Linked DNA regions of Triticum aestivum: region 1 is linked to region 2. The links are chromatin contacts, called in public Hi-C maps. All regions are on one chromosome and are shown on one strand. The core of a region is the stretch at or near the end of the contact, and the rest is flanking DNA. Distances in the headings are between cores, read along the strand shown.

Region 1 (3,151 bases), core at 188-2,687, 220 kb after region 2:
ACTCTCTACAAGGCAAAACCTGGTGCTCCCCATGTATGTGAGGGTGGCATCCGAGTGCTTGAGGAAAAGTTTCTCCTTGCCCATCTTCCAGTCAGGTTGCATGGTACCTTCGTCGGTGCAGGAAGCGACTTGGCAGGAACAAATGTACCCATCCTTGTGAAGGCCAACCCATGCATCCAGCTCACTGTCAAAGTAGCCTTGTCCTTGGAAAGGCAATGCCCATTCCCCAAGACACCTCCACTCTTGGTACCTGGTGTCAAAGGAGAAGGTGCGATGCAGATAGCGCCTGCTGCTAGCAGACATGAAGATAGTGTGTCCATCCGGGTGCATGGGGTAGGAGTTGATCATGTCATCCTTGGTGAATGGCAGTGGTGAGGGCACGCTTGTCCAGCACCAGTCCATGCTTGGATTTGAAGGATGTGGATCCTTGATGCCCACCGCAGACAGCACCTCAAATGACTGTCGCATTTCCTTGATGTTATACTTTAACACATACAACTGCATGTTGGCAGTAGCCACAAAGATTTTAATGCCTCCGAGTAGTCCATCAGGGAGAGGAGGGCCGATGGCCAATCCAGCTGTCTCTGTGTTGTAGACCATGGTGCCAGGGTGTTTGCTGTTCGCCATGAAGATATTGCTGCCCAGGGCAGCGAAGTACATGGGATAATTAGTGAAGCTGACACTAGCCGGAGAACTGGGGGCTCCAAGTCCAGGTCGGAGCTGCTGTCCAAGGTGTCGATGTTAATCTTGTAGATAGCCAAGCCCTTGGTCCAGTCATCTAGCGCCAGATAGAGATGCTTCTGCCTCTGCACAGACCGCAACTTCTTGTCTGCGCGGTCCCTGTAGCTTACCTGCTCCTACCGACGCTTGGACATCCCTCCTCCCAAGATCTGCTCCTCCGAGTTTGTCTACTAAAGACAAAATTTTGGTCGCAATCGAGGTGTAGAGCAACACAGCAAAACAGATCTGGAATAGGTGCAGACTGCAGTCGATCTGACGGGGGCTTCTTTGACGTAATCTGCAGGTTCATGTTCTATTTATATAGACCCTGTCTGCCTAACTAATCCAAATCGAATTAAGAAACCGACTCTGTTTGCAACCGAACACAAGAGGGGAACACATACCTCGGCAGAATCCGAGCCGGCCGTGTGGTTGAATCAGAGATAGAGACGGGGACCGAAAGCAACACGGCTGCAAGACCTCAGCGCGCCGCCGCCGCCGCCGCCTTCGACTGGTTGGGGATCGTGAGAATGAGAGTCGCCGAGCGAGAACGCGTTGATCAGGACGGAAACGCGGAACCCGCGCTGTGGTTGGTCGTCGGTGGGGCGGCGCAGGCCTGCTGCTGCTGCCGTCTCGGAGTAGTTCTGTACATGCTCGTCGAGTTCTATTTTCGTAGCGCTCTAATTGATAGCGTGGCAGTGGTCACGCAGAGAGACGAGAACCTGTAAACCTGTATGTGTTTGATTAATTTGAGAATAAACCGATGTCTATGTTTTGCCACTGATCCTCGACCCTTTCCTGCCCGAACTATCGTGATTTATTCTGCCCCTCTGAATAAACTGAATAGTTCCAGTTCAGTTTCAGTTAGTATAATCTCTTATTCTTTTGCGTGATCAAATTGACAGTATACATCCAAGTTCGTTGGGGTGGATTCAGGGTGTAGTCATCTGATTGTATCAACATACAATGTTAACCATGTGAGGAAAATTCTTTCACGGTGCATTTGCTGTTTCAGTTTTTTTACTTGTAGCACATTATATGCTAAAGTAAGTTTCTGAATGATATTTAGGATAATGATTGGTGCACCAAGGTAACAAAGGGAGGGGCTGCCATGACCTTTAGTTGGACCATTGCCTCAAGCAAGGACAGTTAATTCCTGCTGGGAAGGTACAGATTGCTTTTATATTGCATCTGCTGCAAATCTTACATTCTTAAGAAGTTGACCCCTACTTTTAGCAATTCTCTTTACATTCACACTGTCTACATCAGATGCCACGTCAGCGTTCAGTTTCCAAAACAACAACTTTCAGAAAAAAAAATCTAGTACGACCGGGTCGCACGCAGCCAAACGTGAGACCACAGCGACAGCGTGAGCATGTGTCACTACAATATCAAAGCAGGCAACGTAACCTTATCCCAAACCCGATATTTCCATCCATACGGACGAGGATGGCTCCCGCTCCCGCTCCTGCTCCCGCTCCCCCCCCCTCCATCTCACCGGAGGAGGGCCAACCACCAGCCACCCAAAAACCTCCGGCCACCTTCTCGCCGGAGCCAACTCTAGCCACCAGTCCTCTAGACGAGCTCCTCCCCACAGTAGCTCCTCCACCATCGCCATTTTTTGACCCGCCTTATGTAAAATCAGGGCAGGTTGCGCTCCGCTGCTTCCTGGGCTGCGGCAATGCCATGGGCTTGGAGTTCGAGGATGATGCCTCATACTACCTCCGCCTCGACATCACCACTGTGACACCCCCGATTCAATCGTACACTAATCATGCACGCAAACGTGTACGATCAAGATCAGGGATTCACGGGAAGATATCACAACACAACTCTAAAACATAAATAAGTCATACAAGCATCATAATACAAGCTAGGGGCCTCGAGGGCTCGAATACAAGTGCTCGATCAAAGACGAGTCAGTGGAAGCAACAATATCTGAGTACAGACATAAGTTAAACAAGTCTGCCTTAAGAAGGCTAGCACAAACTGGGATACAGATCGAAAGAGGCGCAGACCTCCTGCCTGGGATCCTCCTAAACTACTCCTGGTCGTCGTCAGTGGCCTGAACGTAGTAGTAGGCACCTCCGGTGTAGTAGGAGTCGTCGTCGACGGTGGCGTCTGGCTCCTGGGCTCCGGCATCTGGTTGCGACAACCAGAGAGAAAGGAAAGGGGGAAAAGGGGGAGAAAACAACCGTGAGTACTCATCCAAAGTACTCGCAAGCAAGGAGCTACACTACATATGCATGGGTATATGTGTAAAGGGGCCATATCGGTGGACTGAACTGCAGAATGCCAGAATAAGAGGGGGATAGCTAATCCTGTCGAAGACTACGCTTCTGGCCACCTCCATCTTGCAGCATGTAGAAGAGAGTAGATGGTAAGTTCACCAAGTAGCATCGCATAGCATAATCCTACCCGGCGATCCCCT
Region 2 (3,170 bases), core at 523-3,022:
ATACAATACAATATTGTTATTTTCATGTCTGATGTTTCGAACGGCTAATGCAGTCCTGAAGTAGCCGTTAGCAGCAGCCAACAAGTGCATAAATAACCTGCTGCTTGCTTCTTTGTTCTCTGCAATGCATAGCTCCTTTCCTTGCCCACATTGCTTATATCATTTGTTGTCTGGACTCTATTCTTTCATCTTTCCCTTGCTGAAGAAACCAACAAGGTTAGTGTTCATCTCCTATTAGCAGAATAATACTTTCATGCTATTCAATCTACCATGATATTTACTGTTGGGCCCCTGCCATCAACAGTCCTCGCCGGCCAGGCGACCACCAACGCCACACCCGGTGCCTAGTTCCGGCAGGATCTGCCTCCCCCGCGCCATATCAGGCACCCCCTCCCTCGATCTATAAATAATTGCAAGGGAAGGAGATGGAGGGACTATGTGATGCGGGCTAACCAAGATGGGGCTGGTGCTGATCCCGTCGAACTCGACAAGGAAGGGGGGGTCTGAGGGCGAGGTGGTCGGCGTATCCGACGGTCACCGAGTCGCCGCCACTTCTGTCGGGGGATCTGACCTTGTCGCCTCTTCTTCCGGGAGTCGCGACCTCGCCGCCACTTTCGGTGCCTTTTTTATTTCCTTCCATAGCGGTGCGAGGTGTTTTTTTAGAGCTCTATGTGGTGTTTTCACATGAAGACGCATGGCTTTTTGGCGCGAGCACGCTGCTCGAGCGCTCTCTTTTCGCGCCAGGAATCTTTCGAAGAGGTCGGGCCTCAGGTGTAAATTCCTCAGGAATTGGCGCCTTCGAAACCCAATCCTGAGGGATTTTGAGAAGGCAATCATGTGATCCAAATGCATTCCGTAGGAAACAATCCTGAGGTTCACAATCCTGTGAAAATCCTATAAAGATCCTTCAATCCAAAGAAAGCCTAAAAAAGGAAGCGGAGTGGCAGCGTGTAGTACTTTTAGCGTAGATGAAGCGGGGGTTGTTTTTCGTTGATCTCGCCGACTTACTCCAAAACCTCTGTGAAACGGGGTACAAAACTTAGAACCACCCAGTTGTGTTGAATCAAAGCCATGTGGGAGAGTATGGGCAGGCGAGAAAGGATTTCTTAAAGTGATGATTCATACTACCTCTATTAGTCCCTCTTGCATTTTGGGTTAAACTTTAACCTTTGACTTAACTATCAAAAAATTAAGTTCTATACCACAAAAATAGTAGCATCGACTTCCAAATATGAATCCAACAAAATAACTTTTGGGACATACGATTTTATTTCATTGTCAAATTTGTGGTCAAAATTTGGCATAAAATATGAAAGGGGCCAGTAAACTCATACGAAGGCCCAGTCAAAAAAAACCATACGAAGGTAGTACTACAAGAATAGGTGGATGTAAAAAGAAACAGTTTTGCTAGAACTCATCTAGATGAGATATAGTTTGGTCTCGTTCATCTTTTATAGCCATTGGATGTGATGCTATAAGATGCGTGTGCTGACGTGGGTTGTATCTGTTTTTGTTTTCAAGATGAATGAGACCAAATTATATCTCATCTAAATGAGTTCTGGGCACTCAAAAAAAATGGCACTTAGTGGATCTCAAATTCTCATAATGCTACACAAGCCGTTCAGTCGTCCTCAGTGTGACCCCGAAGTGTAAAAAAACTTTCCCATCGCACCGTCGGCTACGACTGCCCAAGTCAACCTCCTACCGAACTCTCACCAATCGCGAGGCACATCCAACCCCCGCGCTTCCGCCACATAAGACGGCCGTGCTCCGCTGCCCCGCTCCACCCACCGCCCACGCGCACACCGACACACTCCCACGCATTCCGCCCCCCACAGGCCACAGATCTCGCCATGGCCGACGCCGGAGCTCGCCACCTCCTGCTGCTGCTCCTCGCCGCCGCGGGGGTCCTCCTCCTCGCCTCCCCCGCCGCGGCGGAGATCCGGGCGGAGTCCTTCCGGGAGGACCCGCGCCACACCATCCTGTTCGAGAAGTTCGGCTTCTCCAAGACCGGGGCCGTCCGCATCATCCTCTCCGGCGCCGCCGTCTCCTCCTCCTTCGCGCGGGCGGACCCCAAGCAGATCGGCTTCTTCCTCCTCGCCGACGAGTCCCTCCTGCAGGCCGCCTCCGAGTCGCGGCCGCCGGCGGAGAAGCGCGCGGAGCCGGACGACCCAACCGGCGCCGACGAGCCCGACCTGTCCGGCTGCGTCCTCTCCAGCCCCTACGTCAAGAAGCTCTTCACCTTCCACGACATGGAGGGCGGGCACTACAACAAGTCCTTCCCGGTCACCCACCCCGACGAGTACAGCCTCTACTTCGCGAACTGCGCGCCGGAGTCGCTCGTCTCCATGAACGTCCGCACCGAGATGTACAACGCCAACCCGGACGGCTCCAAGGACTACCTCCCCGTCGGCCAGGCGCCCGTCCCGGCCATCTACGGCTTCTTCGCCTTCGGCTACGCCGCGTTCCTCGCCGGCTGGGCCTACCTCACGCTCTCCCGCGACCGCGTGGCGGCCAACCAAATCCACCACCTCATGTCCGCGCTCCTCGTGGCGCGCCTGCTCTACTGCCTCTCGGCCGCCGAGGACCAGCACTACATCCGCGTCACCGGCACGCCGCACGGCTGGGACGTGGCCTTCTACCTCTTCCAGCTCATCAAGGGCGTCATCCTCTTCGCGGTCATCGTGCTGGTCGGCACGGGCTGGTCCTTCCTGAGGCCCTTCCTGCAGGACCGGGAGAAGAAGGTGCTCATGGTGGTGATCCCGCTGCAGGTCATGGCCAACATCGCCGACGCGGTCATCGGGGAGACCGGGCCGTTCATGCAGAGCTGGGTGACATGGAACCAGATCTTGCTGTTCGTCGACGTCGCCTGCTGCTGCGCCGTGCTCTTCCCGGTCGTCTGGTCCATGCGGTCGCTCCGGGAGACGTCCAAGACCGACGGCAAGGCGGCGCGGAATCTGTCCAAGCTCACTCTGTTCCGGCAGTTCTACACCGTGGTGATTGGGTACCTGTACTTCACCAGGATCGTGGTGTTTGCGCTCAGGACTATTGCCAGTTACCAGTACCGGTGGGTGAGCATCCTGGCCGAGGAAGTGGCATCAATGGCGTTCTACATGTACATGTTCTACACATTCAGGCCGGCCGAGAGGAGCAAGTACTTCTCTCTGGAC

What was found. Hi-C and Micro-C count contacts between places; a contact is called where the count stands out from the background.
Region 1: a contact with region 2 is called in a Hi-C map of leaf, with 4 times the contacts expected there. The contact joins the promoter of LOC123170590 here to the promoter of LOC123182282 in region 2. A contact is called at or near these places in 2 of 5 Hi-C or Micro-C datasets (both in leaf).

What each region holds. Positions count from the first base shown.
Region 1 is chr1D:387,230,063-387,233,213 of IWGSC CS RefSeq v2.1, forward strand. LOC123170590 reads right to left here and starts at 1,438. Exons shown (of 2, transcript XM_044588440.1): 1 at 1,125-1,438; 2 at 1-1,018. The coding sequence starts at 660. It also overlaps the pseudogene LOC123159448.
Region 2 is chr1D:387,009,399-387,012,568 of IWGSC CS RefSeq v2.1, forward strand. It overlaps LOC123182282 (protein CANDIDATE G-PROTEIN COUPLED RECEPTOR 7), which reads left to right and starts at 1,773. Exons shown (of 1, transcript XM_044594798.1): 1 at 1,773-3,170. The coding sequence starts at 1,854.